Regions from separate parts of the Anas platyrhynchos genome. Here region 2 is linked to region 1. The links are chromatin contacts, called in public Hi-C maps. All regions are on one chromosome and are shown on one strand. The core of a region is the stretch at or near the end of the contact, and the rest is flanking DNA. Distances in the headings are between cores, read along the strand shown. Region 1 has its middle 120 kb from the start of KCNJ2. Region 2 overlaps MAP2K6 (mitogen-activated protein kinase kinase 6).

What was found. Hi-C and Micro-C count contacts between places; a contact is called where the count stands out from the background.
Region 2: a contact with region 1 is called in a Hi-C map of subcutaneous adipose tissue, with 1.6 times the contacts expected there. The contact joins two enhancer-like sites. A contact is called at or near these places in 2 of 8 Hi-C or Micro-C datasets (skeletal muscle and subcutaneous adipose tissue).

Annotation. Positions count from the first base shown.
Region 1 is chr19:2,359,199-2,364,420 of IASCAAS_PekinDuck_T2T, reverse strand. No RefSeq gene overlaps it. Among named protein-coding and RNA genes, the nearest start is that of KCNJ2, 120 kb to the left of the region's middle. Within about 2 kb of position 3,315, at least 6 of the 8 cell types and tissues checked have an H3K27ac peak or open chromatin away from gene starts, as enhancers often do.
Region 2 is chr19:2,634,444-2,639,397 of IASCAAS_PekinDuck_T2T, reverse strand. It overlaps MAP2K6 (mitogen-activated protein kinase kinase 6), which reads left to right. Exons shown (of 13, transcript XM_038165340.2): 8 at 165-292; 9 at 960-1,037; 10 at 1,898-2,037; 11 at 4,809-4,854. Among named protein-coding and RNA genes, the nearest start is that of MAP2K6, 31 kb to the left of the region's middle. Within about 2 kb of position 1,362, at least 2 of the 8 cell types and tissues checked have an H3K27ac peak or open chromatin away from gene starts, as enhancers often do.

The sequences.
Region 1 (5,222 bases), core at 2,066-4,565:
GATTTGGTGCTTCGAGGAAGAAAAATCACCTCAAACCTTCTGCAAGAATGCAGACATATGGACTTGGGGAGGTTTAAGCCTCCATGTTGTCAGCTGTGCTACCTTCTCCTCCCTGGTGCTTTGGTACTAGTTAGCAGTGGAATTCACAGTAATTATATCATGGTCCCATGACCTCAGATGATTAGAGAAGCTCTTCCATAGTAAGTACAGACACAAATCATTCCAGGACTCAAACAATGGCTTCTTTGGATGTCTAGTCTTCAAAAGGATTATGTATGACTTCCCAGCCTGAGTCCAAGTGACTGTCAGAGCTCGGGATTTCTGCTTCCCCTCTTTGTTTCCAGGCTCCTTTCTCGTAGCTCCCACCCCAGTGCTCCATGCGTCTGTGCCCCTCTCCTCTGCTGACCTCTGCTCTTCACCATGATGAGGAGACTCCAGGCGTCCAACCCTTGCGAAGCTCCACAAAGCACGTAAACACCTCTGAGGAGGTGATCTGACTATTAAAGGGCTGACCAGAGAACATTTTTTCTTGGATTTCTTCAGGCAAAGTGCTAAAGTTCATCCTCCTTTGCCCCCGGACACTGTCTCTCAGAGTAATTTTAGGTTCAAAGGCTGCCAATGAATGTTTTCCTTCTCTCTCACCTGCTGTCCCTGCCCCCTCGGACTAATTTTGACTGCATTAAGTCATGTTTCTCACAACTCCGATCCCAGCATGTTTGCTGGCACAGTTTCAGCTATTTGGGAGTTGCCTGGAGGCAGTGGACACCGTGATCCTGCCTCACCTGCAGTTAAGTGCTGCTCAGTGCTCTCTGGAGCTGTGGGCAGGTAGCACTTGATTGCAATAAAAACTCTCTGTGCTCGTAGACAAAAGCACCAAAGCGTGTGTGTGCATACACATTAAACTGAATGCTCACAAAATGCAATGTGATAAACAAATAATTTGTATTGGAACTGAGAAAAACAGAATGTAGTTTTATTTATTTTTTTTTTCTTCAAAATGCCCTTATTAATAGAATCTTTTCTGTTAATTAGAGTGGAATTCTAGAGGAATCAATAGTATAATTTGCTATAATTCTTATTTTTCTGTCTATCAATTTTTGTCCTTCAGGTAAACTCTTAATTTTTTCCTGTTATGATACTTTCATTGGAAATAATGGATAGTAAATAATCTGAATCTTATGTGCATTTAAATACACAAACTAAATTTAAAAAATAGTAATGGTGAGTACTGTTCTTTTTCTTTACAGGTGAGTTGAAGACCAAGAATAAATTATACACAGACCTTGATCTGGATGGAAGGGACAGAAAAATAAATAAAATAAAATAAACAACCTGTAAGCATGAAATTAATTCCAGTTTAAATCCCATATGATGTAACTCTGTTCATTAGCACGTTTCTGTATCTTAGTGACCAATTTCTATTGGTGCGGAGATCTGGAATCTAAACTTTGTTTCCTCCAGGCCTTCTACTTCAGTAGTTTAGATGTGCTACTTTCATAACTAAGTAAACGTTCTCTAGTGGACAAGTGACTTTTCCATCTATTTCTTTGACTTAAGCTTGTAGGTTATGTGGGAAGGAAAGTTGAAGGAAAAAAGGCTAACTCGATCCAAGAAGAAAATGACTAATTTGGGATGCAGAAAGAGTCTGTCTTGTTGAACTTCTAGGGAAAAGTAGCCCACTTTTTTTATATAAAGAAATTCCCTCCATATATAATGGACAGAGTTTTCTCTAATGTAAAATTATCCCCTATGCTCATGATAACCATGCCTGAGCAATTTTTTTTCTAAGCTATTTTAAATGGCATGTAATTATTATCACCAATTGTAAATGGATCCTAAGTCCCAAGGTGGGTTATATAGGGATATATATTCAGAGAAAGCTTGCAACAAGTATTAAAAAAAAAAAAAAAAAGAAAAAAAAAAAAAGGAGAGCAAAGACATGGAAAATAGTTCATTGTAAATCTTGCAGCTCTTTAGAGTTTCCAACACTGTAGTGCTATGAACTTTCTACTTGATTTTTTTAATTTGTTAGCAAATATTCAGATATAGCTGCATAGTAAACACTTGGACTGGTCCCTGGAAATACTCTTTTTCGATGTAGTTTATTAGGCAGTAATTTACAGAAGTAAATATCACAAGGAATAACCCAGCACTGTCAGAGGGGAAAAATAAAGTAGGTGACCTGCTAGGCATTTTACAGTTCTGAATAGTTTACTTGTTTTTTTTTTTTGTTTTTTTTTTTTTTAATCTATCCTATTACAAGTGTTCACTGGGTGCTTCCTATGAATCATATGCTAAACACTTACTGTGCTGCAGTTTACACACAAAAAAAGTTATGTGGCAAGGAGGAACCAATTGCCAACCACCCACTTGCGCTATTTATAACCAAAGAAAACACAAGGCATCCATATTAATTAACATCTTTTGAAGAACATGTTAAGCAGCTCCATAACCTGCTGACTAGAGAAAGAATCTGGTTTGTTGACATGTCACTTAACACACATACTGCTAAGATGCTTCTTATTTTCAGGTTCATTTCTGAGATGAAAATGGAAGTGTATAAAAAAGTATAACCTGAAGTGATTCATTATTATATTTACATTAAATGAAACATAAACGTACATGACTTTTTTGTGATCTTTACAACTTATCTTCCTAGGACTGGAAAGTTCTAGAAAGTCCTCCAAAATAAAATGAATAGATATGGAAATATTAGAAAAAAAATAAAACCACACAAGCTTTCAATGTTTCAAGAAACTAGTGAAAGCTAGGGCTAATTTAATGGCATAATGTGAAATGCCACAGCCCTTGGGTTTGAGGAGATACGGTTTGGTAATAGGTTGTGCAGGAAAGGAGAACAAGGGCAACTTTTTAATTCTACATTTGGGCCACATCCCCTGCAGATATACCAATAAAACCCTCCCAGCATTAAACAGATGAAACTTTGGCGTGTGGCAGAGAGCTTTCTAAACCTTCCCCAGTACCAGCCTTGTTTATCCTAAAATTTTATCCCACAGAAACTGTTTTTCACTGGATGGAAGTGGATTGCAATTGGGTTTATGCCTTTCAGGTTGTACGCTGTCCAAAGAAAGAGAGTGTAAGTGAATTTCAGTAGGAAATATTTCTCCTGCTTTTTATTTTCCTCTTCTTCCCAGTCCCTATGTTGCCTTGGGTGATAGGTGAAGGACAGGACAGGATAACAGTGGAATTTTCCTGCGGTTCATGTTGTGCAGTTGTTCACAGGGTGTTCTCTTACCAGCAGTGCCCGAGAGACAAACCAACAAACACAAGCCGAGGTAAAAGGTCTGCAGCTGGCAGTGGGGCCCTGGACAATTCACGCAGCTATTGCAAGACCTGGAGGAGCTGGGCCAGCCACGCTCCCTCGGGGTCAGTGCAGAAATAGGATCCCGCTCTCTCTAAGTAAGAGAGATGATAAAAATGATTTAGGTGGGTGGGAAGAAGGTGAGAAGAGAGACTGAACGTTATCTGTAATACAACCTGGGAGGTAAAGCCTGCTGGAAGCTCAGCAAGATCCAAACCCAAAATAAAAATAGAGGATGGGAGATCCTCAGCTCATGTTTCATAGGGGAAATCAATCAAAGCGACGGAGGAGCAGGGGGCACAGTGCAGACCGAGGCAGTGAGGCAGGGAGTGAGCGCTGCAAGAACACAGATCTCTGATTTCTGCCAAGCTTGGCTCAGGTTTCAAGGCTGCCCTCGTGCTTTCAGTGGGAACACTCAGCCTAGTGTGAACACTTTGGAAAGTCCCAGTTATATTTCCATTATCTGCTTGCTTTGACTCCAGCGTCCCACCAGAGCTGATGCACAAGCATCACGTCTCACAGACAGCAGCTGGTACACTGGATGCTAGCTCGCAGGTTTGCAGAAAGAGAGTAGGTGTATTTGGACTTGAAGATAGCTCTTAAGTTTTAACTAAACTTAAATAAATTAACTTTTATGATATAGTGTAAAACCATTTCTTGTGCCTTTCAGGGTGAGCAATTCAGGATGGTTGCATGGCCAGCCACTGCCCGGTGGAAAACATCATGCAAAGAATTTGTTAAAACCTTATGATATGCCTTAACTTAGCTCATCTGTCCTTAAAACTGAGAGTGTAGATGAAGAATACATGAATTATTTCTACATGCTGCAATTTCCACACATAGAAACAGTAGCTCTGTACTACTCTTCCGACATGCTACCATTCACCTTTTCCAACTCTAACTGCTGTGACTTGGCAGATATGTATCTGCAGGAAGAAGGTGACTGGAAATCAGTTGAAATTGGGCAAGAGAAGAAGACAAGGACCTGTGCCAACGGAAGGTATGCAGTCCTCATGGGAGCTGTACATTGGCTGTGTTGACACACATGCTTTCCACACACAGAGTATCTTGCAAGCACCATGACAAGTCAAGACAACATATAGCTAAGTGTATAGCTGAAGTTTCCAAATACCAGATGTCACATTACATCACTTCTTCATGACTAATGTTCTCTAATGTTATGCAATGTTATAAGCATTAGTCTGTTATTTCAAAAGTTGCCAAGTGAAAAGCTCTGAATTTTTAGAGGTTTGTATTTTTGTTTTGCTTTTAAAGACTTTTTTTTTTTTTTTTTTTTTTTTTTTTTTCCTCTGCTGGATTGAGTTCCTTTTTTATTTACCTACAACATTGTAATCTACTTTCCCTGAAGTGCGGATGTAAGTGCTTCCAAAACCTTGGGCATGAAAAGCCAAGTCAGATTTTTATTGGGTACTAGGCAAGGCAAGTGGTAAATAATAGCCTTGCTAAGTGGTTGATGGGCAGAGCAGAGCCAATAATTTTTACTCACAGAATTACGCTCTCTTTCTGCTCACAGATGAATTTGCTCTACATTGGGTTTTCACACCCTCATACAAGTTTTATTCCTGCAATGATAAGGGAAAGGTTTCTGCAAGTGATCAGCCTCTCAGGTGTTTGGGCATGGTGGGGAAAGCCACCAGACAAGCTGGGAAAACACAAAGCAGATGAAACTGCAACTTCAGACCCTGCTGAACAAGAGACAGACCTGCAAAAATCAAGCAGCTGCTGTGGGTTCATTTTCCCAAAGGGTAGGCACCTACACTGAAAACATCTCCATTGGAGTCCTCGCAGTTTCAGTGGGAGGAGGAGAGCAACCTTTAGGGTAGACGAGGCTGTGTGCTGGGTTGATATGAGGCAGCTAATGAGGACATTCCTGCCGATT
Region 2 (4,954 bases), core at 113-2,612, 280 kb before region 1:
TCACCTGAACTTGCAATAGCCACAACCAGCTGAGTTTCTGTCCTATATGAAGCACCGGGGTTTGCACGGGCACCTTTGGTGCCCTCTGCTGATAGGAAGCTCTTTGGCTTTTTTTGGCTTGGCCCATGCATGACAGTGACTGTGGTATGTGTTCCTTCTTGCAGATGTAAAGCCCTCTAACGTGTTGATCAATACACAGGGGCAGGTGAAAATGTGCGATTTTGGAATTAGCGGTTACCTCGTTGACTCGGTTGCTAAAACCATGGATGCGGGATGCAAACCCTACATGGCTGTAAGTTGAGCCGCCGAGAAGCCGCTTGTGAAAGCTGCTGCAGGGCAGCCAGAGGAACATGAGCCTGGGTGTCGGGTCATCCTAAAGGGGGAAGGATCAGCCACCAGCATGTCCCGGGGCCTCATTTTGTAAGACGTATCCCTGAAGTTACTTGTAAAGGGGTAGAGGGAGGAGAAGGATCTCACGGGTCAAATCAGGTCTTGTGAGCATGGCTTTCTGCTGCCTTATCTCCTCCCCGTGACCTTGGGAAAGGCTTTGTAATTACTCCGTGTTGAACTTTTGCTGTTTGCCCTGTGGGGACACCAGTGCTTTTCTTTTGGGAGAAAAACACTCCTTTGGATTTGCTCTGTGTGAAGTAGTTGCATGGGGTGAACGCAGTCCTGGAGAGTCAAGGCTTGTCACCTCCTTCGTGCCTGATGTGCTGGGTCAGCTGCACCACCCCAAACCTGATGCAGGTGCCATCTCCTTCTGGTGACCCATTTCACTTTGCCCTTACTGGCAAGTATGTAGGCTTGATCTGATGCCAAGATGGTCAAGGGAAGGAGCTGGCAGCGTGGGCTAAGTGGCTCTGACCCATGAAAGACCCCTCTGAGGTTGGTGAGCCCTGGGTGTAGGCATCGCGCTGAGCCCATCCCTGGTCCTTAACTGCCCTTGTGTCTCTTCACAGCCTGAAAGAATTAACCCGGAGCTGAACCAGAAGGGGTACAGCGTCAAATCTGATATCTGGAGCCTGGGGATCACGATGGTAGGGCAATCTGGGGGCTGGCAGTGTGGTTGGGGTGTTGGGTGTGGTTTGTGGATTCGTTTTCCTCCCTGTAGCCCCCTGGCACTGGTGGCACTGGTTCCCTGGGAAGGTGTCAGGGCTGGAAGGGGCACACAGCGAATCCACAAGGTACCAGTAAGCACATTGTGGGGTCGAGGAGAAGGCAGATGGAGCTGCTTTGCTGGCTTTGATGTGTTGGCGTGGCAGGACAGGTCTCCAAGGATGTCCCACCCTTGGGACACCCCTGAGGCTCTGTCTGTGGCTGTCACGGGGATGGCACCCTGCTGGGGACAGCCCTGCTGTGGTGGCCACAGGCTGCCGGGAGATGGCAGCATGGGCTAAGGCGAAGGCGTCCGGCACTGTGTCTGTCTGTGGAGCAGGTTGGATTTCAAACCTGAAAAAACATCCCGGCAAATCGCACTTAGCACAGTCCCCATCAGAGGAGGGGGCATCGGCGGCATCTCCTGCACACCAGGAGAAGCAGTGTTCAGAGGGAATCCATCTCCTTGCCATTTTATAGCACAGTGACCCTATGCAGTATGTGTTTTTTAAACTTCTGGCCTCTCCCCAGTGATGTCCAACAGGAGGGCAGGAGGGAGGATTGGATGTGGAGGCTGCCGGGTGTCCTCAGGCCTGCCCTGTTTGCTGGGGGAGGTTAAACACAAAAGGTTTCCTGCAAGACACTGTGGCCTGGTGGGGTGAAAATATTCCACGTGTTTTTGCAGGGCCCAAAAAAACACACACATGGGTGGTTAAACAGGCTGCCAAAATCCCATGGGGTGGCAGGATGAGCCCCGGGGTGTCTGTCCCCCGGGACTGAGGCATGGGTGCTGTCTCCCCAGATCGAGCTGGCCATCCTGCGCTTTCCCTACGACTCCTGGGGGACGCCCTTCCAGCAGCTCAAGCAGGTGGTGGAGGAGCCGTCGCCACAGCTGCCGGCAGACAAGTTTTCGTCGGAGTTCGTCGATTTTACCTCGCAATGGTAAACCTCCCCCTTGTCCCTGCTGCCCAGGCCCTGCTGGACCTGGCCCTTCTGGCCCTGGCCATCTGAGGATGAGGAGGACAGGTGCTGGTGGCCTCCCATATCACTGTCCCCATCCTCACTGTTGTCCCTCAGGGACATGGTATTTGTGCAGTAACCACCCCTCAAGGACAATAGATGGGGTGGTCAACGATGGCTGGCTTTCTCTGCTTGAGACCCAGACCCGGTGATCTGGGGGACGTACAGGAAGAAGGGATTAAGAAGGATTTATCTCAGCTGCTCGCCCCCATATGAATATCATGTACTGTTTGTGACAGGGTGGGGAAGCTGAGCAGGGTCCAGGAATGGCCACATCCTCCAGCAACCTTGCCCTGAGCAGCCCCTCGTGCCACCCTGCTCCTGGGGGACGCAGATCTGAGGGCAGGCCCGGTGCTGAGCTCGCCCCGCGATGGCCCCGACCGTGGCTGTCCCGCTGCTGGGCCCTGCGGCTGCTGCTCCGCTCTCTCTGGGACTCGGAGCTGGAAGCAGCGGGAGGATTTGGCTGCGTCGTAGGAAAAGGGTTGGAGCAGATGCGCGCTGTCTGGAGGCTGGGAGTGCTGCATGAAAGCGCAGGCTCTCCCAGCACCCGAGGAGACTCGCAGCTGCCCTCATCATATGGTTCAAAGAGAGCTGGCAGCGGCCCCGCGGCTCCTGACTGCTTCTCCCTCCAGCTTCCCTGGAAACCGCCTGGGAGGCGTTTTTATTTTCCAGGCGCTGCAGTGCCATCCGCGGCTTGCCAAGTTGGCAGGTGGCTGGTGGTTTGCAGGGTAGCCAAGAAAGGACGGCAGATCGACAAATACAGAAATGTGAGACTGTTCCCGAGCTGCCAGTGTCAGGGCCTGGAGTCCGGCCGGCTCTGCTGTGACCCAGGAAGGGGATTATCAGCCACTCCTGCCCGGGGACTTTAAGTACTGACGCTCAAATTCTTCAGAGTCTTGTCCAAACATGTTTTCGAGGTCCCTGGATTCAGCTGCACGCCTCTCTCCCGCTTCGTGCTGGGGAATACCTGCACATGCCCACACTGCTCTGTGTCTGTCAGAGGTGGGAGCTGGCTTGGAAAAACCCTCTCGCATAATGCCCACTGTTTTTGCAAGGCCCACGCTGGGATTTTGGACCAGCTGCCTTTCTCCTGTGCTGCTGGCTCACTGCTTGTTATTGCAGACTTGCCTGTTTGTGCCAGGCAGGCTGTTGTTCCCCACTGAACAGAGGCATAGTTTGCTTTTGCAGACACGGTGTCTTGCAGCTATTGCCTTGGGCTGATTTAGGATTAAGATAGCCACAGCTGTTCGTGGTAGTTGCAGTGAGAATCATGACCCTACTGAGCAGCACTCGTACCTTGAAACCTTATGCTTTGGAGGGTACATGGCAGTTTCTCTCTGTGCAAAACCTGTCATCTAGGATCACTGAAGACCCCTAAACACCAGTGGAGTTGCATGGAATCAGAGGAATGAGCTTTGGCTGCGTGTTGCACTGGTTTTGTGGTGTCAGAGTCTGAGGATTTCTCCTGACACCAAACCAGGTCACAAGTCAGTGTATCAAGGCCAGCTGCAATGCAGGAGGTCGCAGGGTGAATACACCATCCGCTGTCTGGGGCAGTGAAGCTGCAGTGACCTGTCTGAGCTAGCATCAGATCTAATAACGGCGCTTTGTTCCTGAAAATTTACATGGATTTCAGTAATTTGTCACCAAATTTCCTGGTATTAATAACCTCGGAAAAAAAGGTTTTGTTTGTAGAGCTTCTAAATTAAGAGGATTATATCCAAATCGTGCTTCTGGACATGCCCAAGCTTGAAATTCACCTTAGCATCTCAGCTTGGGCTACTTTTGAGCTCAGAGGATGTGACACATCCCGTACCTCCAGTTCGGCAATATTGGCACGTATCGTTACTAGGTTCCTCTGTTCATTCACAACATGACACTAAACACGAGCCCGCTACACACAACAAGCAGGAAATATCTATTCAGTGTGTGTCCTCCGCTTCCTCTGGGCTCCGGCAAATCCCAGCAGAGGAGCAACTTATCATCACCGAGGTTCTCACTTTTGTTTTGCTCAGTGTGACACCTTTTCCCCGCCACCGACGTGTACGTGTGTGAAAATCTTTTCAAGTTGCTCCAAGTGTCTTTCCCCTAAATACACTGTCAGGAAGTGAGTAGAGATTACGTCCTGTCTTTTAAAAACTATTTTCTGCTGGAGGGAAACCAAAATAACTTCCAGCTACAACCCTCCAGAGCCATCTGTTGTAGGAGAGGAGAAAAAAAGGATGTCCCATGGAACCGTCCCCACTGATAACAGCATGGTGATAAACAAATCAGTGTACACATGCTTTGGAGCCGCCCGGTCACCATGCCCAGCCAGAAGCATGGAGGCTGTGTCCATTCCCTCAGTCACTGACCTACCAGATAATACCCAAAAGACTGATTGTGCCTGGTCCCCAGCAACAGGCAGTGGTATATAGGGCGTATACACTGGTATATAGGGTGTCCCCGGATCTGTGGCCTTGTGCTCACAGCACTGGTGTACCCAGCGCTGTGTGCCAGCTGGGGCCTGTGTGCAGGTTCTGGTGGCTGGGGGTGTCCTCAAGACCTAAGCTGTTTGCGTAACATGGATGAGTAATTTAACTCACTCTACAAGGACTTCAGACCTTGCTTTTGTCATGGTACAGTTTTATAGCTTTGCTTAAATTTCGTAAAGAATGTAACTTTTAATTTTTATTATTTTTTTTTCATTAAAGCTTGAAGAAGAATTCCAAAGAACGGCCAACATACCCAGAGCTTATGGTGAGTGTGCCTGGATTATGCAATGTAATGGTTCAAAACTGAGGTGGGTTATAATAAGGTGCTGAAGACAGGGTTTCCAATAGGGAGTGGTGATTTGCGA